Regions from separate parts of the Mus musculus genome. Here regions 2, 3 and 4 are each linked to region 1. Evidence: chromatin contacts called from public promoter capture Hi-C data. All regions are on one chromosome and are shown on one strand. The core of a region is the stretch at or near the end of the contact, and the rest is flanking DNA. Distances in the headings are between cores, read along the strand shown. Region 1 holds the start of Gtf2e1 (general transcription factor II E, polypeptide 1 (alpha subunit)). Region 2 holds the start of E130310I04Rik (RIKEN cDNA E130310I04 gene). Region 3 holds the start of Ccdc14 (coiled-coil domain containing 14). Region 4 holds the start of Hacd2 (3-hydroxyacyl-CoA dehydratase 2).

Region 1 (5,357 bases), core at 767-3,266:
CCTAAATGGGACATTTATACCACCTCTTCCAAGCCAGGGAACATCTAACAAATTGTTTGAATACCTCCCGTGACAGGATCCATGATGCCATGCTACCATACTCAAAGGACTTTGGTGCCTACATGTAGGTCTGAAAAAAGCAGCTAACCACATGGTCCCAGACTTATCCTCTGAATGACGATGATGGTAATTCCACTTGCTTTCCTTCATCATGCCTATTAATTTTGAAGCAATGCTTCACCCCCTTTTAGATCTATTGGGCTCAGGCAATCTTTTCATTAACACTAAAGGGCACCTCTTCAAGAGCTAGGTGGAGAGGAAAGAGATGAGTCTTCTATTTTCATGGCTATGAGTCTTTTATTTGCGGGTGTGGAGTCACTCATTCATTTACCTGGCTGTTGTTAATTGTATCAAACACTTGGGAAATCTCTTTGTTGTGCAATGTTATATATAGACCTATCATTAATATTTACTTTTTATTATAAAAACTCTATTACCAAAAACTGAGAAAGTATAAAAAAAAAAAAACCAAACAACAACATCACCTTAGAGCACTATTGCCAGCCATATGACTTTCTCTATTATACCATGTTGTTATTGTGATCATATACAAAGTGTACTTAAAAACAAACAAAAGAACCGCATGGGGCTCAGTGCTTGCCCTACAAGCATGAGAACCCGAGTTGTGTTCACAGAACTGACACACAGCAGCCAGGCAAAGAGGCACACGTCTCTAATGTCAGTGCTGGGGAGGCAGAGAGAGGCAATCCCTGATGTTTGTTGGCCTGACAGCCTTAGCCTAGGGGCTCCAGGCCAAGGGGAGAGCTTGTCTTAAAGAAGGTCGGCGGCTGTAGTGGCTATTCTTGGTTGTCAGCTGGACTATATCTGGAATGAACTACAATCCAGAATTGGAGGGCTCACTGTGATCCTGATCTCGTGGCTGGGAGATTCAAGTTTCTGACCTGGATCTTGAGGCATAGTGGCTATGAATCCCAGGAGACTAAGACAAGGAGATCTCTGAGTTCAAGGTCATCTGGGACAAAGCAAGTCCCAGCACCAGGCAGGGAGGCCTACACCTTTAATCTGGGCTACACCTTCTGCTGGAGACCTACTTAAGGACATTGGAAGGAGGAAGATTCTTCTTCGTTTGCTTGCCTTGTGGGACTGAGCAACTGCTAGATCCTTGGACTTCCATTCACAGCTGCTGCTGACCATTGTTGGGGAGTTGGGCTACAGACCGTAGGTCATCAACAAATTCCCTTACTATAAGAAACTACCCATAAGTTCTGTGACTCTAGAGGACCCTGACTAATACAGTGGCAGAGGCAGGTGTATCTCTTCATTTTAGGCCTGCCTTGTTTATATAGTGAGTTTTAGACTAGCCTGATATACATAGCTAGTTCTACGTTAGTCAGGACTACTTAGTGAGACCATGTCTTACCCCACACCCACTCCCCAGCAACAAAGCTTGCAGTGGAAGAACTGGAATGTTTTTTGTGGCTCCTGGTAGGAGCTCTCCCCTCTCTGGAACCAAAACTTCTAGGCCAGCAGAACCTAGGGTTGTGGGGACAGGAAGCAAAAATTTTCCTAGAGGGTCACTAGGAGTGATAGTGAGTGGAACTAGTCCCTTTTCCACCCATAGACTCCGCGCCCCCCACCTCCCGCCACGCCACCACGTCGACAAAAGGAGCAAAGTCCTCTGGGAAGTGTAGTTTTAAGGTCTTGAAAGGAATTTCAGCTGTCGACCTAAGCGCTAGGCAGCTGGGGGGGTAAACAGCGAAGAGAGAGCGGTGTCGGGAAGCTCGGGCGTGTTGGTAGTCCCAGACGTGGGTTAAGCGGCTCACCTGAGTCTCCCAACACCAGAACCTTCACCCGATCCAGGGACGCCATCTTGCCACGATTTCCTTGAGGTTGACGCCCGTTCCTGGATTCTCACCAATCAGCGCAGGGCTTGTGGGCAGGGCAAATCATCTCATTGGTCGGTCAGAGCGTGACTGATCGAAAGCTTCGGGGTGCGGATTAGCGGGCGGTTTCCAAACCGGTCGCAGGAATTAGGCGTTCGTCCTTGTCTCGCAAGTGGCGTGGGCTGGCTGAAGCCGGTAGTTGAGGTGCTGAGGGCGGCTGTAGTGGGAGTGTTCGAGCATCCACTTGGGTAAACCTCATTCTCCCGTCCTTGTTCCCGGTTTCTGACCTGGCGTGGCATTTCATGGTTTCTTCTATCCGTCCCCTTCCTTGTCTAGTCCCCTCTCCTCGGCCACCTCTTGCTTTGGTCCTCTTCTTAGTCTTCTAAAGAACCATTGCCCCGGAGCGGCCCATGTGCGACCTCGGGTAGGACGGGCTTGGCGGCGTCGAGTGTGGCCCGGGAAGCCCCTGGGCGCGTCTGAGGGACTGTGGGGTCTCGGGGTCTGGACATGTCTGAACACAGCTGGTGGAGGGCACCTCGGTCCGGAGCTGTCTCCGTCGTAGGACGAAGGAATGGAGAGTTCGTAAAATACAGTAACAGAAAACTGTAGAGGCTCTGTAGGATCCACGTTCTTCTAGAACTTGGGAAGTAGTATTTAAAAATAGTCTAACTAAAAGGGCTTCCTGCACCCACTTTGTGTTTTTTTTTTAAATCCCTTTTCATCCAGCATAGTTTTTTCAAAAATCACAAGTTTAATGTAGTAGCTCCTTGCTTAAAGCAATTACAAGTTAAATTTAAAAAGAAAAAAAAAAGATGGCTTATAGCGCTCATTATTGGGATGCAGGTGTGAAACAAGTGATTTGTGTGGAAGCTGGCAGGATGGATATGCTACAAGAACACGTGCCCAGAGGATGTATTGAAAGTTCAGGTATCTCAGTAGAATATGCTAGGCGCTAGCATTAATGAACAAGAGGCCTTCGAAGTAGAAACTGTACAAATTCTGAGGAAATGCGAGGGAGAGTGTTGGATGCCACTGTTGGGGATTTGAGAAGGCCAGGAAACATTACCCAAAGCCTAACTACAGTAGGAGAAAGGTTTGGGCTTAGCTTTGAGGACTGAGGGTGGATATGAGGATGACTTTGCTAAAAAAGCAGAGTGGTTTGAACTTTTGATTCTCCCAGTTCCACACCAGGGGCACAGTGGTCCTTAAAAGTTTTTACAACTAGAATCTAGGTCTGGACTGGGTAAGGTGACGTTGGGAGATGAGATGCCTGATTACTGTGAAGAGAAGAAGATAAATGAAGACCACTAGCTACCACACCAAGAAGCCTCCACAGACAGAGAAGTTACTTAAGTGTCACCTGCCATAGAGACTAGCTAATATAGGAACATGGTCTGACTTTGGCCATTTACTTCCAATCTGCAAGAGGAGTAGGCAGTTGGGATTTATAGGCACCCAAGATTTTTAAATGTCGACAACCAATTCATAAAGTTGTTGAAAACGTTCTGTATGGGCTGTCAGTTTTAGAACTTGATTTAAGGAGCTTTAAGAAGCCCAGAGATTGAATACTCTTGATTTATCTTAATTGGGGATGTGGGGAAGGAGCAAAGCCCTGTGTGAGAAAGGCTCTTTAATTATTTTATATGTGAAGAAATGAAGGCTGTGGATTTTCTGGGGCTAACACTAAGAAGCTGACCTGGGATTTCCAAGCTTCAAACTATTGGCTGGAAGAGTATTGATAACGTCCCTTTGTACTGATTTTCAGGACACCCAGAGGAGTATCAGACAGAGGAAACAGGCTGAACAGCAAGTACTAGTCCTCTCCATGCAGGATGTTCATTTGAAGGATACAAAATGGTCATGGCCATGGGACAGATTAGAGCAATGATCAGGGACTTGTTGCACATTAGAGTAATCTAAAGGCATTTTAAAAGTAGCTGCGTTCCTAATCTGGCCCTTCTATAGTAACTGAAACAGAACTCTTGGAAATGGGGCCCAGTGTTAGTAGACTTAAAAATGTTGCCTAGGTGATTGCTTTACAGTCAGGGTTGAGAACCAATGGTCTGGAGCATACAGTGTCTGAGGTGGGACAGAGGAGAGCAAAGCAATGGAAAGGAAGTCAGAAAACAATAGGCTGTGCTGGCGTCCATCTGTCCTTAGGCATTTTGCGTGTTTCTGAGGCCATTATGTCCTATTCTGTCAGCTGCTGAGCATGCAGAAAGCAAAATGTGGTTCTTAGTACACTGTGTAGGTGAAATTGGAAAAGCGACCAAAATGTATCTGGTACTGTGCTTGGGATTCTGAGGTGGCAGTGAACCCAGACCTATTTAAATATCTAGGGTGACAAAGGCTTTGGGGTTGCCAGGTTTAGACTAGTAAGTCCAGGTGTTGCCTTGTTTTCTCTGTGTATGTTCAGTACTACAGTGCTGTATCTACAGTGCTCTGCCTGGTGTTGTTTAAAGTATATGTTGTAACTAACTTTCTTTCTATTTTTCCTTTATTATAGATATGACCTTATAACATACTTGTGTACACTGATTATTTAGGATATATTGCAGATATTACAACATTTCTTACAGAATGAAGCATTACATCTGATAGGGTTGGCTACTTCAGAGTTCAAATTAAAAGTTCAGTTGAAACTGATATTAATGACAATATAACTTCTTAGAAATAGTTCAGGGGGATGTCTATTAAAAGTTTCCTATATCTTACAGAAATCTGAAGTATAGTCAGCGTGAATAGGCTGGCTAGTTTCAGTATGGATCATACTGAAGTTACATGAAAGCTAGCCTAGCTAATAAGTCCTTTTAGGCCCCCACTGAACATTTTCACTAATCACAAGCACCACGTTTCCTTTGGAGTAAAGCGTAGCTTGAACTTAAGGACTTTTCAGGCTCCTACAGCACACAAACAGCTCGTCTGACTGGGGTCCAGGTGCTGTGCCGCGTGAGAGACTTGAGAGGACAACTCAGGCCTGTGGCCTGGACCTTATATGCAGTCAGCTTCTGCTCTGCTCTTCAAGGGACCCACTATTTAAGGGTGTCTTACTTCATCTCCCTCCATTTTTTAAAATATAAAAGGTGCTTACTTAATGATCAGATAGGACTTAAAAGTTGGTAATGCACTTTGAGCTTAGCATTAATTTCTTTCAATTATTGCAGTCCTTAATTTTGTCAACACCCCCCCTGGCTGGCAGTTACTTAGGTATTTGTGTGTGTGTGTGTGTGTGTGTGTGTGTGTGTGGTGTGTGAGATCATTGTGAAAGTTGTGACTATGTAAAACATTCTTGAATCTTAGCAGGAAAGTTTTACTGAAGAGAAATGAAATCTAGGGTAATTGCTAGGACCCTCTGGATTCCCAGCCATTTTTAGAGAACATGCCATTAAGAACTGTGAGCACTCCCAGAGCTTTCTTTGTTTCTCTTTGTGAAATAAAGTGGGGCTGATATAT
Region 2 (4,943 bases), core at 2,263-4,762, 2.6 Mb after region 1:
CCAGTGAGGCTGCTCAGTTCAAGCCAAATCATGGCAGCTAACAGTTTAATGAAGTCTCTGAGTTTCCCCAGGTGTTCTTAGTTGCTTATCTAAACAAAACTTCTACTTCTCTGGTTAGTTTCTGCAGTTGTTTGGTTAGTTACAGCTATCTGCTAATTATAGAAACCCTTTCATTCTCCACCAACCAAGTTTGAGTTCCCTCACAAAACAGCAATTGAAACTATGTGATGTGGATTTGTATGCGAAAGTCAGAAAATTTAAGGCTAGCTTGTTTGTCTTTCTCACTGGGAAAATGGTGTTAACATGTATGTCTGTATACCGAGTAAGCAAACAGACAGGTAAGTACTTCTGTTTCCTCTCTGAAGCCCAGCCAGACAGGGAGGCCAAAGGGATCCTGAAAAATGGCCCTAGGACTCTGTGAAGGAACATCTCTGTATGTCTGTGTGTGGATACGTATTCGTGAGGCTGCACACATGCAAATATAAAAGTGCACATTCCTATGTGCATAACATTCCTTTTCACCCCTCCTCCACTTTAATTCTTTTCCCCTTCTTTTTAGTTTTAAGTGAATTTAAATAAATAAATTTATTTTAAAATAATTCAATATCAATTTTAACTGTATATTTATTTTGTGGATATTCATATGTACACACATATTCCTTCTCACCTCTCCTCCATTTTATTTATTTATTTATTTATTTATTTATTTATTTATTTATGATGAGTTAAGGCCTAACGTGGGCCTGGAACTCATTCCCTAGTCAAAGATGAACCTGAACTTCTGATCCTCCTGACTGGTGTTCAGTACGTTTAGTACTTCTATTACCCCAGGACACCTGGTGTATGTGGTGCTGGGCTCAGAACTCAAGGTTTCACAGTCCCTAGACAGGCAGGCACTCTACCCATTGAAGCCTACCCCTAATCTCCTGTCTCCTTCTTTGATATACTAGCTTAATCTTTGCTGCCTGGGACTCATTTGCTCCCAGAGAGCCACCTCCCATCACTGCAGGCAGCCTCACTGTGAGGCTGGTGGCCTCCTGTAAGGAGCCACTTCTCCTGGTTGTTTTAAGTCCTGTCAAGGCCACTTCCTACTTTCCCCGGCGACACAGGAGGCCTCCTGCAACTGGTGGAGGAGGAATTGTGAGCCGCTTTCACTGGTTGTTGAAAATGTTCTCTTAGAAATTCTGTTTGTTCTGAAGGATATATTGGTCTTTTTAAGAAACATTTCTGGTGTTGGCAAAGATGTTTATTATTCTAAATCCTCTTAGCGGCAAGTGGCTCAAGTCCTCTGGAAATCAGCTAAGGAAGTGAAGGAGCCTGCTTGGGGGGTGAGGGTGGGGGTAGGGGAGGAGAAGTCCTTACTGTCCCTGCCCCAGACCTTCTGGCAGACTTAGTCATGGAGCTTTATACAAGTAAAGACCCTGGCCATTGGCCGACTGCCTTCTCTCTGGTTTGCTCTGGAAAAAAACAACTTGGAGAGATCAACGTTGCTGAAGAGTTGCTGTGTGCACCTACCCTTGGTACAGGCACCACTAATTTACACGTGGTGGGGCTTCCCTCAGCCAGTACAGGAGAAGGTGCAGACCATGGGGGAGGAGGCTCGCATGACAAGCAGAATGTGAAGGGATTTGAACACGAACATTCAGAGAGTCTTGCATGTTTGTCTTAGTGTTCCACTCTCATCACTATTTTAGGAGACTAAAGGGTCAGGCCCGCATGTGACCAGCAGAAGGACAAACCTCCCTGGAACATGGTGCTGGGCCTGTGTGCTTTATAACCCTGACGCTCTTGGACCACAAAGGTTCAGGAGTGCTAGGAGTGTAGGATCCCTCCTCCGTGCTTATCCTCAGAGCTGTGTCTGATGCTCTTTATCCTTTCCAAGTACAGAGCCCACATGAGTTGAACTAACTACCGGGTGGGACCAGGGTTCTCCCATGAGCCTCTCTGCTAAAGACAGACACATCTGGCCTGGACAGTGCCTGACAAACAAGAGACTGGCTCGCTGGCTACGGCTGGACCCATGCTTCCTCGGAATTCTCCCAGGGCTCCCTGGAGACATGGCTGGCAGAATGGGAAATCCTTCCAGCTGCAAGAGTTTGTGCTCAGTAGAGGGTGGCTACTGCTGGGAAACCAGAGAACCTTGTCTGTGATGCTTCCCAACAGCCCGGCTTCCCTTTGCCCTCTTTGTGTTTGCCCACACCATGTCTGTCTGGGCTGGGCCTGCAGAGATGGCCAAGCACTGATCCTGAATCCAACAGCTACTGGCCTAAACTACGGCACACGCTTGGAAAGAGGCTCTAAGAGGCTGAGGCTGAGGCTGAATTCACGGTGCTGGTTAGTTTTAACTGTCAGTCTGATACAACCGTGAATCAACTGGGAAGAAAGCCTTAACAAGGAATTACACAGATCAGGTTGGCCTGTGGGTGTATCTATGGGGAATGTCTTGACTGTTATCTGAGGCAGGAAGACTCAGGCCATTGTGGCTGTAGATTCCCTAGGCAGGGCAAACCGGATAGTATGAGGGGAGTAAGCTAACTGAGAGCAAGAGAGCACACCGCGATGCATTTGGTCTCTCGGCTCTTGGCCATGAATGTGAAATGACTAGCGACCTGAGTTCTAGCCTAGCCTAGCCCTGAGATGGTGGACTGTAAGCCAGAATTGTGAGCCAATCCACTCTTTTCTCCCTATGTTGCTTTTAGTCAGGGTGCATTATCAGAGCAAGCCGGAACACTCACTAGTCATGGACAAAGCCACAGGAGAGTCCCACAACCCTGTGCATCCAGACAGGGTTCCGTCCTTTCTATGCTGTCAGGCAGAATGAGACCAAGCTAGTGTCATGCTTACACTGGTAAGCCGGGAATCTCTAAGGCGTATCTCCAGCCCTTCCAAATCACATCAGCTTTAAACTCAGAATGTAGTTGGTGTAGGTTGGGTTCTTGATACTTTGTTTTTCTCCCTTAGAGTTAGGAGGAGGCCTGTTATTCTTGTGTTGGGTGAGTGACATTAAAGAATCCATCTGGATCCCCTGCTCCTCCCTCATCCTCTCCCAGGTCACACAGAACAGCCCAGAAGGCGCAGGCGCAGGCCCAGGCCAGGCTGCAAACCTCATTCTTATGCTGCTTCTTAAAATACAATAATTAGCCTCGGAAATAGCTAAGTATCCCTCACTTAAACCAACTTGGGGGGGGGGAAGGGCTAGCTTTTGTTGATTTGAAAATGAGACTCTTGAGTGATCTGAAAAGAAGGCAGCTCTTCAGAGAATATGCCACAAGAGACTTCTGCAGCTAAGGAGCACAAGTCACTTTTAAGTGGCCTTATTTAGTCGGCCCATCAAGTGGATGCGTTTCAAGTGCTTGAAAACTGTCCAGAATAGGTGGAACAATATCTACTTTATCTCATTTGTGTTTATATCTACTTAATAAACCCCAATCAGATAATATGCAGATGTCCCTGGAGACACACAGGTAAATCAGGTTAATCCTGGTTTACTTTGGCCTAAGTCTAAATTCATGGGCTTTGAATGGATGTAGCTGTGCTGTGGCCATCAATACGAGTCCTCATTTTATTGAGCGATTCTATTCTTAGCTCTGGGGTGGGGGAGGCAGACAGAGAGCCTGCTCCCCATTCCATTCCCCTCCTAGGACGGCATTTAACATGTTGCTCCTGCCAGCTGGCAGGCAGCCACACCGATGGCCCTGTCAGCACCGGCAGTGGAGAATGAGAAACTCAACCATAAAAGGTCAGAACTGCAGCTCCCGCAGTGGGGCTGGGGGAAGGGGAGTGTGGCACGGCCCGGGGTGGCCCCGATTGGGGTAGGGGGCACTGGTTTCAGAAAGGCAGTTTAAAGTTGTTGACCCCACACAGGGGCAGATAGATGGGAAGGCTGAGGAAGAGGTTTCTCTGTCTTAGAGAGATTCTTCACTCTTTAGCCATCCACAGGCCATGGGCACATCTGGAGGGCAGGCTTTTGAGAGTCTGAAATGAGTTCTTCCCTTAGTTTCCCTTCTGCATGGCTGGAGACATACCTATCCACTTTGGGCCTAAGGTGAGGATAGGAGATAAAGATGGAGAAGGAAGACTGGGACCAAAGTTAGGGACCACAGAGTGACAGCACTAAGAGAGCCTCTGAGTCCTCTCCAACTGCCAACTTCATGCTTGGGACATTCCTCAGATCCCCGCTGTGGCTCATGAATCCTTTCTAACACTCTTTTGTTCTGTAGGTGTGAGCCCTGCTGTGAAGTTGGGGACTAGTCTTCACACTGAACCCAAAGGAGCCCCTTTGTCTAATTGAAACCCTGTAAGCTTGAAAGCCAAGATTGACTGGAAAACCTACTCAAATCTAATGTGTATGCAATTAAATACCAGGCCAAAGTCTTTCAGGAGCCCCATATATGGAGGCCCACACAGGCATACAACACAGTCTACTGTCCCCCTAGCTGCACCTTCTTGTGTCCCTCTACTGTACTATATGCATCTGCCACAAGGGGAACCATGACCGAGGGAAAACAGTGAGCATCACCCATGGGAGGAAGCCACATAGAAAGCGATTTAGATGTGTCAGAAGACAGATCGGAACGTAAAAACAGTTACTAGGAAAGAAGGCAACACCAAATCTTGAGACTCGGTCTAAATAGGGGTTCAGCTTACTGGGAACTCAGAGATATAGAAAGGGGAAGAACTTAGGGTTAGCAATCACAGTGACCTTAGAGAAACAGTCTCTCTAGACCAAGCAACATGGGATTAAGGGGCAGGTAGCTGCAGAGGGCCAGAGGCCAAGGGGTGAGGCTGCTCTGCCACCGGGTTAGCCCAGGGGCTGGGGCACAGAAAGCAGAGCACTGCAGGAAGGCCAATCGATGCAGGGGGTGGGGGTGGGGTAATGCCTGTGCTGTTGGAACAAGCGGGGGATGAAAAGCTGAGTGAGCTGAGGATGGTGGAGTCCTGAG
Region 3 (5,439 bases), core at 1,096-3,595, 2.8 Mb after region 1:
ATGCTTGGGCTGGAGAGATGACTCAGCAGCTAGAGCACTGGCTGCTCTTCCAGAGGACCTGAGTTCAATCCCAGCACCCACACAGAAGCTAAGCTCACAGCTGTCTACAACCCCAGTTCCAGACGATCTGGCACCCTTGCACAGAAATGCAGGCAGAATACCAATGCACATAAAAATAAATAAATCTTTTTTAAAAGAATATGATGCTCAAATTGTTTCAGAGTCAATCAGGAAGGGAGCTCCTTCTAGTTGGATACTTTAACATTTTTAACCAAATTCCAGAGCTTTGTTAGATCTTTTTTTTTTAAATAGAGAATGTCACAAAAATATTTAACATCTCCTCTATCTTAACAAAATAAAGTATTACCTACAGGTACAATATATCTCACTGACTCCTAGATTTCGTACACTTAAAACTTATACCTATTGAGTAGCAACCCCATGCTCTCTATAGCCACGGCTCTGCTTCTGAATTGGGCTACCTCAGACACACGTATGGGAAAGCAAGCAGCAGCTGTCCTCTAGGAACAGCTGAGTCCACTAAGTCAGTCTCACACATCACACACACTGCTACTGCATACGGCAGACCTCCCTTAAGGCTGAGTAATATTCCATTAGATGTATGTGACCGTAATTTCTTTACCCACTCACTCAGAGATATTTAGGTTGTTTCTATGTCTTAGCTGTTGCGACGAATGCAACAATGCAAGGAATCGCAAACAGCTCTTTAAAATCTTGATTTCAGCTCTTTTGAATAAGTACCAGTAATGAAGCTGGCTGGGTCACCTTAGCTCTACTTTAAGTGGTTTGGGTTTTTTTGAGACTGGATCTCACTGTTATTCAAGTTGGCCTTGAGCTCATGATCCTCCTGCCTCGGGTTCCCAAATACTAGGGCTACACTTGTGCACTGTCGTGCTCGGCTTATTTTCTGAGGAAGCTATACTAGTTATATTCTCACCAGGACTATACAAGAGTACCAATTTCTCAACACCATCACCAATACTTATTTTGTGATAGAAAATATTTTAACTTCCATTTCTTTGATGACTACAGCATATTTCCCTAGACATATTGACAACATGCAACCATTCAAAAAAGGAAGTCTCAAGACAGGGTTTTTTTTTTGGGGGGGAGGGGGGAGTGCAAAATATACATTAGCAAGAAAGACAACATTATAGGTATGTTGTTAAATGGTGGGAAACAAAGTAAAACCCCAAGTCTACTATATGCCAAGTGCTTTCTAAATCTCCAAGACAGAGATGAAATATTCTAGTAGTAGACTAGCACCAGGTCCAACATGAAGTGATTTGTGGAAGATTGCAAGATGCGGAAGGTGGCCTGAAGCACGCCCAACTAGCGGAGATGTGATGGTGTTGGAAAAATATTCTAGAGACGGTTCTTGACATGAGGGCTAGAAGGAAAATAGAATTAACAGGCCCACCATAATTTGAAAAGACGTGGGAGCACGAAAGGTCAGAACGCCCAGGGCACAGCAGGGCTAAAACTAGTTTAGCTCTATTGGACCTGATTGGATGGGGCGGGAACTGCAAAGGATCCAAAATGGCTCTGTTCCAAGCCAAATGTGTATCTTGAAAATGGGTTTCCCTGTCGTACTTGGAGCAGTTACTAGAGAACATCAAGAGTCACGCGTTTGAGAACGGAGGGCGGGTACAGCCACTTACTGGGAGACTCCAACAACAGAGACAGAAGATCAGTTAAGAGAAGCACCGAGAAGCTGAATCCGGGGAGAGGATTAACTCAAGCTAAGATCCTAAGAACTTCTCTGATAGAGATGTTATTAGGCAGTCGGACAAATGACCAAGTCGGGCAAATTACTGGCTTTGTAGAGGCACAATTGCTGGATAACTACGTAATATTGGAAACAACTGCAAAGCACAGAGCGGGAAGGAGGTCACTGCACTGGTGATAAAGGCTGGGCTTCGAACCCGGGGTCTGACACCAAACTGCGCTCTGGAAGACTGGCACGGCCGCCCTGAATAAAGCATTCATCTAGGGACGTCCTCACCACTTCGGGCGCGCCGCAGTTACTATTTTTTTTCTAGCACCTTCCTAAATCCCCCTCGCCTCTCGCCACCCCACAGTGGACTCATCAGGTCCGCAGCCCTCACCTGGCCCGGTCGAGATCCGGACCTGACCATTTCTCTCAGCCTCAGAAGAGCCCAGGCGTAGGGAAACGAATACTTGAGAAAAAAAGAATTAACCGCCGAGATGTCCGGACCTCCCTTGTCCCGCCCCCTGAGCTTCCGCTTCCGGGAAGAAGGCCGCGGACCGCCGGGACTCATAGCCTCCTTGGCGCTAAAAGGTTTTCCTTCGGGTCGGAACCTGGAGCCCTGGGCGTGCGCAACAGACTCCGCGTGCTCCAGCTTGCCACGCCCAGGCGGAGAGTGGGAGAGGCCAACAGACGGCCCGGGGGGCGGGGCGGACGCGGGGGCGGGGCCTGATGTGGGCGGGGCCTTGCGGGAGGGGCGGGGCGAGGAACTCGTTGGCTTTGCAGCATTCTTCAAACTGGTTGAAGTGGGAACCAGGGCCTGCTAGCCCATTGGGTAAAGGACTACCGCTGGATTTCAGAAGCTTTGTGTACTGTTTTAAGTGTATTTGTTCTTGAGAGTCAATAGAAATCTAACCTGAACAGTGTTCAATGGTTTGGCTGTCTACTTTTTCTATCGAGATAATTGCTGTTGATAAAGGATGGCAGTATTTTTTACCACTGATAGCTGCACTAAATAGAGAATGGTGTTTGAGACACTATATTTGGGATTGTTTTAAATCAAGTTGGAGAGAAATTAACCCGGTTGACTCTTCTTTCTATGGTAAGATGGCTACCTTTGTTAAAAAAAAAAAAAAAAAAAAAAAGGGTTGTGTTGATTTTAAAACCCTGGGACCTGTAGAGACTTAGTGGATAAGAGCAACTCTTGCCCTTGCAAAGAACTCAGGTTGGATACCCACAGGTAGTGGGTCACAACCATGTGACTCCAATTTCAGAAGATCTAGTACTCTCTTCTGCCTCCTCAGGCACCAGTTGTACAAGTGGTACTCACATATGCATACGACATTTTAAAGAAGGATATATATGTATACACACGCGCGCGCGCATAATTTTGCTTGGCCTGAAACTTACAATGTAGACCATACTGGTCTGAAATTCACAAAGACCCTCCTGTTTTTGCCTACCTAATGCTGGTGCTAAAGGTGTATGCTATCACACCCTACTTAAATAAACCTTTTTTAAAAAATGAATTTAAATGGGGCTGGAGAGATGGCTTAGTGGTTAAGAGCACTGACTGCTCTTCCAGACATTCTGAGTTCAATTCCCTGCAATCACATGATGGCTCACAACCATCTGTAATAGGATCTGATGCCCTCTTCTGGTGTGTCTGAACAGCTACAGTGTACTCACATATATAAAATAAATAAATAATTCTTTTTAAAAAAATTAGTTAAAATGTAGCTGAATAGGTAGCACATAAGTTAAGAGCACTAGATACAACTGCAGAGGATCTGAGTTCAATTCCTAGCATCAGCTCACAGCTGTCTACAACTTCAGTTCCAGGGAATCCAGTGCGCTTTTCTGGCCTCTGGTCCCCAGCATGTAGTACACAGACATACACACAAGGAAAACATCTATACATGTAAGAATTTAAAAATAAATAAAATAAAAATATATACATTATATAAATAAAATTATATGCATATATATACACATATACATATTCCACAAGTAAAATCTTCCCATCTGTATAGTAAACACTCCAAGTGGAGGGATTTTAGTATTAGTTGTGTTGGCCACAAGGCAGCATGTTCCCCAGGATACTTATGAATGCCACCTAAAACAAATCTTAAATCTTACTTAAAATGATGAGGTGAAGGTTTTGCAATTTATTTTTAGTAGCTCTGTCTTAGTCAGGGTTTCTATTCCTGCACAAACATCATGACCAAGAAGTAGTTGGGGAGGAAAGAGTTTATTCAGCTTACACTTCCATACTGCTGTTCATCACCAAGGAAGTCAGGACTGGAACTCAAGCAGGTCAGGAAGCAGGAGCTGATGCAGAGGCCATGGAGGGATGTTCTTTACTAGCTTGCTTCCCCTGGCTTGCTCAGCCTGCTCTCTTATAGAACCCAAGACTGCCAGCCCAGAGATGGTCCCACCCACAAGGGGCCTTTCCCCCTTGATCACTAATTGAGAAAATACCCCACAGCTTGATCTAACGGAGGTACTTCCCCAACTGAAGCTCCTTTCTCTGTGATAACCCCAGCCTGTGTCAAGTTGACACATAAAACCAGCCAGTACAAGCTCTATTGGGGTTCTCCAGTGTGACCTTTGTAGGTGGCAACCTTATGCCTCAATTTCAAATTTCAAAAGGTTGACCATACCTAAATGACCTTAAAACTCTCCTTTCTTTCCCCATCCTTCTGGTAAGCATTCACCTGAAATCAAGGATGTTTCCCTTTCTCTTTCTTTATAAGTGTGTGTGTGTGTGTGTGTGTGTGTGTGTCCCTGTATGGGTTTGTGCACATGAGTGCAAAGCCTTCAGAGTCCAGAAGAGGGCATTGGATCCTGGTGTGGGCACGGAGCTTCTTGTAATCACTAGGACTGGGTATATTCAGCATGCAGGGGTGTCTCCCCAATGAAGGAAATTAAAAAAACAAAAAAACAAAAAAACATTTATTTCATCCAGAAAGCCAGGAGTGGGTTTTGTTAACAGCCTGATAAACTCTTTGCTGTCTATGGAGTAGCTCTCACCCAGTCCCCAGCATGACTGTCCCAGACTCTCCTCCCTAGGCCATTACCCATCCTTAGGGGAGGTCACATGTACTCTATAGCCTTGTTGAGCTCTATGCTGTGGGTCAGAGACCACACTAGATTCTAGTCCTTTTAGCTAAGGAACCCACCCTCACAGTCACATGTAGTCCGTAAAGGAGTTTCTATGTAGTCACACCTTAAGCTTTATTGAGTACCTGGAGTTGGTCTGATTGGACCAATTGTTGCCTGGAAACCTTTTCCCACATCGTACTGTGTTTTAAATATGCTGACAATGAGCTACCTGGTATTAGAGTCCCCGAAGTCTGATCCAGATTGACTAAGTCAGTCTGCGCTGGGTTCTCACTCTTACCTCTTCGCCTCCCCACGTGATCCCTCAGGGACCCTCTGAGGACCTCCTGGAGCTAGAGTTACAGGTAGCTGTGTATCCCCTGAGGTCGGTGATGGAGACTGAACTCAGGTCTTCTGACAGAGCCGGAAATGCTCTTAATCACAATGACATCTCTCTCCTTCCCCAGAGGTGGCTTTTAAATTTGATTTTCTTAAACATTTCTTCCTTAATTAGTACATACTTATATTTTGAATATATGTAAAAAGAGAGAAAAAAAAAGAAAGAAAAGAAAAGTTACCTATAACCCATATGACTCTTTGGTGTGTTT
Region 4 (5,498 bases), core at 2,191-4,690, 2.5 Mb after region 1:
TATGCTCTCACCAGCCCAACTGCTATCACCAGCCACCTAGTAAAAAACAAAGTACAATTAGAAGAGGAAAGCAAGAGTACGCTGGACTCAAGACAATAAAGACATAGGAATAGCAGAGCATGTTCAAAAGATTGAAAAAGACCCGAGATTTACCAAGTGCTGTGGTGTGCTGCCCACATGAAGGGCATGGTGCCGAGTAACATTATTGTGAGGTGGCACCGTTAAGAGCTGAGACCTAGTGAGATGTATTTAAGTCATCAGGGACATGCCCTGACAGAGCCTCTGGGACCCTGGGCCTCTTTCCTTCCCTCTTCTGTGGCATGGTCATGAGGTGAACAGTTCTGTTCCTGCTGTGTCACTGACCCAGTGTAAGGAGGCCCTCAACTGTGGGACGCAATCACCAAACTTTGCACCAAAACAAACCTTCCTTTTTTGCATGTGGATTATTTCAAGTGTGGTATAAAAATCACTGTCCTTCACAAAGACCACACTGTAGCACAAATAAGTGTTACACTACCTACAACATCCTGTAAAATAAAATTACGTGGTGGCAGCTCACTTGTCTAGAACTCGGCTCTCTGATAAACCTGTCTGCTGAGAACAAGGCCAATGCAAAGGGAATAAGTTATTATGGTCTTTGTGCAGTGAAATCAGGTCCCAGAAAGTCTAATGGAACGAGGGGCTCAATTTTAATTGATTTATGCTGTTAAAGGGTCTTTAATAATATTTAGACGGGAAAAATACTTTAAACTATTTTATACAAGTGCCTCAGTGGGACAGGTCCGTATATCGTGATCTTATTTAAATTACATACAAAATATGAATAAAAGTTGCCTTTGAAAATGGATAGTTTTCAATTTCTCAAGACCAAATGAGAAGAGATCAATAAGTGTATTGATTAGAAACCCACGAAACCAGAAAGCACCAGGACATCCAGTTGTGGGTCTTACCTTTCTGCTTGACCTTCCTCCTCAAAAAATTAATATTAGGCCTTGTGGCTTCCTGTTAAATTTTATAAGGAAGCAAATGGAACCTGGTCATTAAGGCCCATCTCAGAAAGAGCAGATTCAACTAAATGTACACACTCAACTAGGCAACAGTATATATGTTCTACACCTACAAACTATCATAGAGGGACATTAAATAAGGGTTTATAACAGAAGAAATAAATTCCTTACTAGCTTAACTGGCCAGCATGGGCAGTAACAAATTAATGTTCAAGTTGATTAAAGCATTAACTTCCCTCTCAAAATTCCGATTTCTGGGCTGGAGAGATGACTCAGTGGTTAAGAGCACTGACCTGCTCTTCCAGAGTTCAGTTCCCAGCAGCCACATGGTGGCCCGCAGCCACCTGGAATGAGACCTGATGCCCTCTTCTGGTGGGTCTGAAGACAGCAACAGAATACTCCCATACATACATAAGTAAGACCCTACTCCTCATTCTTGTGTTCATCGCCCAGAAAGGAGGTCTTTCCTCATTAGAGGACTGTGACATCGCTCTTCAATACAATGCTTCTACCAACATCTTTGCTAGAACAGGAATCGTACATATATGTGTATAGAGAGAGTTCTAAATGTTCTCCTAAAAAAATAATAATCTGGGGACATTTATGAGAACAACAACTTGTAGCTGCAATAGTTCTTTATTGACTTAAGTTTAGATCCAGGGATTTTGAGAACTTGTATAATCACATGCAAGCCTGTGTTCCTTTCTTTTCTTTTTCTTTTTTGTCTTTTTGGTTTTGTTTTTCTTTGAGACAGGATTACACTGTGTAGCCCTGGCTATCCTGAAACTTGCTCTGGAGACCAGGCTGTTCTTTAACTCAGAGATCCACCATGCCCAGCCTGAGGGCATGTTGTTTCAACACCTCCTATCTGCAATACTAACAATCAGCCTACCACCCTCCAAGCCTATTTCTTCATTAAAAAGCAACATAATTTCTTTAGGCTTACAACGTTTGTGCAAGTGTGTATTATTGGCCTGTGCTAATACCAGCATCTGAGGAACATACAAAATTAGCTGATTCAAGTAAAGTGATTTGAAACAGGGTTTCACCGTATATATGCATTTTGTGTATATTTTAAGTTTTGATCCCTGCCAACGTATTTCCTACTGTAAAAGATAATTAAGAATGGATTTTCAAAATACAGTTTTAAATTTTTTCTGTATACTTGAAAGTCTTACAAAAAAAAAAAAAAAGCCATAGTGCTAGCACAGTAGTAGAGTACAAGCAAGTGTGAGGCCCTAAGTTCAATCGCCAGCACCAGTAAACAAACGGATGAATGCTTGCTAGGGAGTCAAGAGTGGTGTGGCACAGGCCCCTGATTCCAACAGTCACAAGATTGAGGCAGGAGAATCACAAGTTCCAGGCGAGCCAGGACTACATAATGAGTTCTGGTCAAAAAGAAAAAAGAAAAAAAAAAAAAAAAAAAAAAAAAACGGGAAAAGAAAGAGAAAAGGGAAGGGAGAACAGAAGGCAGGAGAAATTGCACCTAAGAAGTTTTACGACTTAGGAATTTCCTGACAATTTAAATTTATATGGTGATCCAGCTCACCAAAACCACCGGATTGCGAAACTGGATTCACCTAGCCCAACTCTACCTAACTGGGGGGGAAACAAAAAAACAAAAACAAACAAAAAAAAAAAAAAACCAAACCCACTAGAGACCCAGAGAAAGAAGCAGGTTTCTTCAAAGTCCCAGGGCGAGTTGTGTGAGAACTGGAACTAAAAGCCCTGCTATGAAGAGACAGACTTGAAATGGGGTAGACACCATCCCCAGAGTCGATTCTCTCCCTATCTCAACTTGCCCCAAGAAAATCTAAGTAATCCCCCTCCAAAGTCTCCGCCCCGGTCTCGGACCGCTCCGGCTCGGGCGGCTGGCGGAAAACTTCGACCACGTTCCTACCGCCTCCCAGACGAACGCTCCCGCCTGGGTTTTGAAAGCGGCCGCCTAAATGAATGATCTCCGCAGCCAGGCGGGCTTCCTCGCCGGGCTGGGGAAGTGCTGACCGGCCGCCCGGGGCTGGCCTCCGCGCCGCGCCGCGCCGCACCTGTGGCCCGCCCGCTCGCCCGCCCGCCCGCTCGCCCCGCCGCGGCCCTGACCAGGCAGCTCTGCGGCCAGCCTGCCCCATGCTCGCCCCGCGGCCGCCCCGGGCTGCGGGTCCGACCCCGCCGGTCACAGAGCTCGCTCCCCGCCTCCCCGGGGAGGGAGCTCCAGCCTCACCCCGCCGTCATCACCACATTGTAGATGACCAGGTACGCCGTGGCCACAGGCCCGGGGCCCTTCTTCTTCCGCGCGCCGCTGCTGTCGCCAGCCCCGACTCGGCCACTGCCGCCCCCATTCCCCTTGGTCGCTGCAGTCGCCGCCGCTGCCGCCATGTCAAGCGCCCGCAACCCCGCTCCCCTCGCGCCTGCACCTCAGACCCAACTGGGCTCTACGAGGGGGCGGAGGAAGGGACGAGGGAGAGGCGGGGCCGCGGCACGGGGCGGAGCCGGGACAGCGCCCACGGGGGCCGCCATCTTGGATGAGGGCAAAGACGCTCCAGGCGCTCGTCTCCGTAGCCGCCATCTTGGATAGGGGTAATTTCCTCCCAACTTCCGGCGCACAATCCGTGTGGGCATCCAGCGCCAGGTTTGATCAGGTTAATGTGAACCTGGGCCTCACTTGTCAGGCCTGTTCTTACGGATAATTTGTCTCTGGTCATTTGCTATCTTATGACCATCTCTTCCTGCTGGATCCAAATGATATGTCCTGGTCCTCGGTAACTTTAGCCTCTACCAGGTACCAGGTATCTTTACCCCTGTACACAGTTGCCCAAGTAGCTAGAGGGTGATTGACGTCAGTTAAGCTGTGTGTCCTGTTCAGAGAGCAGAAGGAACCAGCATTTTTGTAACATATTATCTTTCTCTTCTAATTGTAGCCAACTCGGGGAAATAGCCTTCAACAATTTCTTCCCTGTCTTTGGATTTTTTTTTTTTTAAACCTGCTCTCTTGGACACTCCCAACAGTCTCTAAAGGTTAGCCAGTTTTTCTCCATTTGTAGGCCTGCTTTTTATTAAAGAGGATTAAGGTCAATCAGTGGTTAGTGGTGGACCTTGTAAGGCAGTAAAGAGTTGTTTATACCTACAGGTTATGGGCTAGGTGGGAGGGAAATACTTCTACTGAGTTAGATCAGAAATAACTTCTGAAAGCTCCTTTAATCTGCTGACCCCACTCATTTCTTTTTTTAGTACTTTCTTCATAAAAAGTACCTTACTATCAGTGTTCATAAATATACTGGCATTTATGTAATGTAATAAAATATGTATTGATTCCAAGAAGTACTTGTGGAGCATATACAAGGTTGTATTGGAAAATATACATATTTCAAAATAAATGAAAGAAACAAACGTCGTCAGTCTTCAAGAGATTACACAGAAGGATCCAGGAATGAATCGATATGAATTAGCTGGTGAAAAGTGGTATCAGAAAATTATTACAATGATCCAGGTCACAATGATAGTGATTTAAGCCAGTGTGATAATAGTTGAAGTGAGGAACATTGAATTCTCAGAATATTTTAGAGTTAGTGAAATGTGTTGGGTAGAACATTTGGTTTTAAAGGAAGGTAAAAGGAGCATTCAGATTGCTTGGGAGAACAAGCTGTAAAAAGAAGTAAGTTTGAGCTGGACGGTGGTGGCTCAGGCCTTTAATCCCAGCACTTGGGAGGCAGAGGCAGGCGGATTTCTGAGTTCGAGGCCAGCCTGGTCTACAGAGTGAGTTCCAGGACAGCCAGGGCTACACAGAGAAACCCTGTCTCCCCAAACCAAAAACCAAAAAATAAAAAAAAGAAGAAGAAGAAGTAAGTTTGAAGGCAGAAGTCAGGACTTTTATGTTTAGCTTGAAATCCTTTTTAGAAATGTAAGTGGAAATGTGGAAGAGACAATTAGATTTAGACTCTGAGGTTCAGGAAGACCTGCAGGCTAGAGATTTGAGAGCTTCAGGATGCTAGGATTGAAAGTCATGATGCACCCCCAGAAACTGAGAGGTAGGAGCAGAGAAATTGCTGAATTCTCATCCTTACCTGCTCTCAAAGACTGTAAAGACATCCTGCTGCCTTTTCCCCTGACTTTTAAAAGAACATGTGAAGGAGGAAGGTACAGGTTTAGTTTTCAACATCCCTTACTCCATCATCTGACCTCAAAAATCACCAAGCACACACATGGTACATATACATACATGCAGGTGAAACACTCCTACAATAAATAAATCTTAAATAAAATAAAAACCAAGCCAAAAAAAAAACCCCAAAAACTAAAATCCAAAAATGCAAACCACCCCCGCACCTCTCATAAAGGAGTGAACTATTTTTCAAAACAATCATTCACTTTAAAACTCTCATTCATTTAACTGACTCTCTTTTCAGTATAATACAATAGGAAAGTAAGAGTCACAAAGGCATAAAGTTGGAAATCAACTTAAAACTCAGAATATATTTTTGTAGTTATTTATACCCA

Evidence for each region. Promoter capture Hi-C pulls out the DNA fragments that hold promoters and counts their contacts. Capture Hi-C pulls out chosen DNA fragments and counts their contacts.
Region 2: a contact with region 1 is called in a promoter capture Hi-C map of pre-B cells, with 3 times the contacts expected there. The contact joins the promoter of E130310I04Rik here to the promoter of Gtf2e1 in region 1. A contact is called at or near these places in 2 of 39 promoter capture datasets (liver and pre-B cells).
Region 3: a contact with region 1 is called in a promoter capture Hi-C map of pre-B cells, with 4 times the contacts expected there. The contact joins the promoter of Ccdc14 here to the promoter of Gtf2e1 in region 1. A contact is called at or near these places in 2 of 39 promoter capture datasets (liver and pre-B cells), 1 of 484 Hi-C or Micro-C datasets (CD4 T cells) and 1 of 9 other capture datasets (liver).
Region 4: a promoter capture Hi-C map of liver shows a contact between it and region 1, with 4 times the contacts expected there. The contact joins the promoter of Hacd2 here to the promoter of Gtf2e1 in region 1. A contact is called at or near these places in 2 of 39 promoter capture datasets (liver and pre-B cells), 2 of 484 Hi-C or Micro-C datasets (CD4 T cells and natural killer cells) and 2 of 9 other capture datasets (adipose tissue and liver).

What each region holds. Positions count from the first base shown.
Region 1 is chr16:37,536,448-37,541,804 of GRCm38.p6, reverse strand. It overlaps Gtf2e1 (general transcription factor II E, polypeptide 1 (alpha subunit)), which reads left to right and starts at 2,016. Exons shown (of 5, transcript NM_028812.4): 1 at 2,016-2,152. Rabl3 (RAB, member RAS oncogene family-like 3) reads right to left here and starts at 1,911. Exons shown (of 8, transcript NM_001042499.1): 1 at 1,845-1,911. The coding sequence starts at 1,890.
Region 2 is chr16:34,957,563-34,962,505 of GRCm38.p6, reverse strand. E130310I04Rik (RIKEN cDNA E130310I04 gene) reads left to right here and starts at 3,512. Exons shown (of 4, transcript NR_045723.1): 1 at 3,512-3,739. All of the region lies in intron 21 of Mylk (myosin, light polypeptide kinase), which reads right to left.
Region 3 is chr16:34,687,522-34,692,960 of GRCm38.p6, reverse strand. Ccdc14 (coiled-coil domain containing 14) reads right to left here and starts at 2,345. Exons shown (of 13, transcript NM_172824.3): 1 at 2,130-2,345. The coding sequence starts at 2,303. It overlaps Gm35150 (a long non-coding RNA gene), which reads left to right and starts at 2,255. Exons shown (of 4, transcript XR_876043.1): 1 at 2,255-2,323.
Region 4 is chr16:35,020,363-35,025,860 of GRCm38.p6, reverse strand. It overlaps Hacd2 (3-hydroxyacyl-CoA dehydratase 2), which reads right to left and starts at 3,440. Exons shown (of 7, transcript NM_023587.2): 1 at 3,226-3,440; 2 at 1-36. The coding sequence starts at 3,380. It overlaps LOC105246106 (a long non-coding RNA gene), which reads left to right and starts at 3,516. Exons shown (of 5, transcript XR_876048.3): 1 at 3,516-3,790; 2 at 3,923-4,019.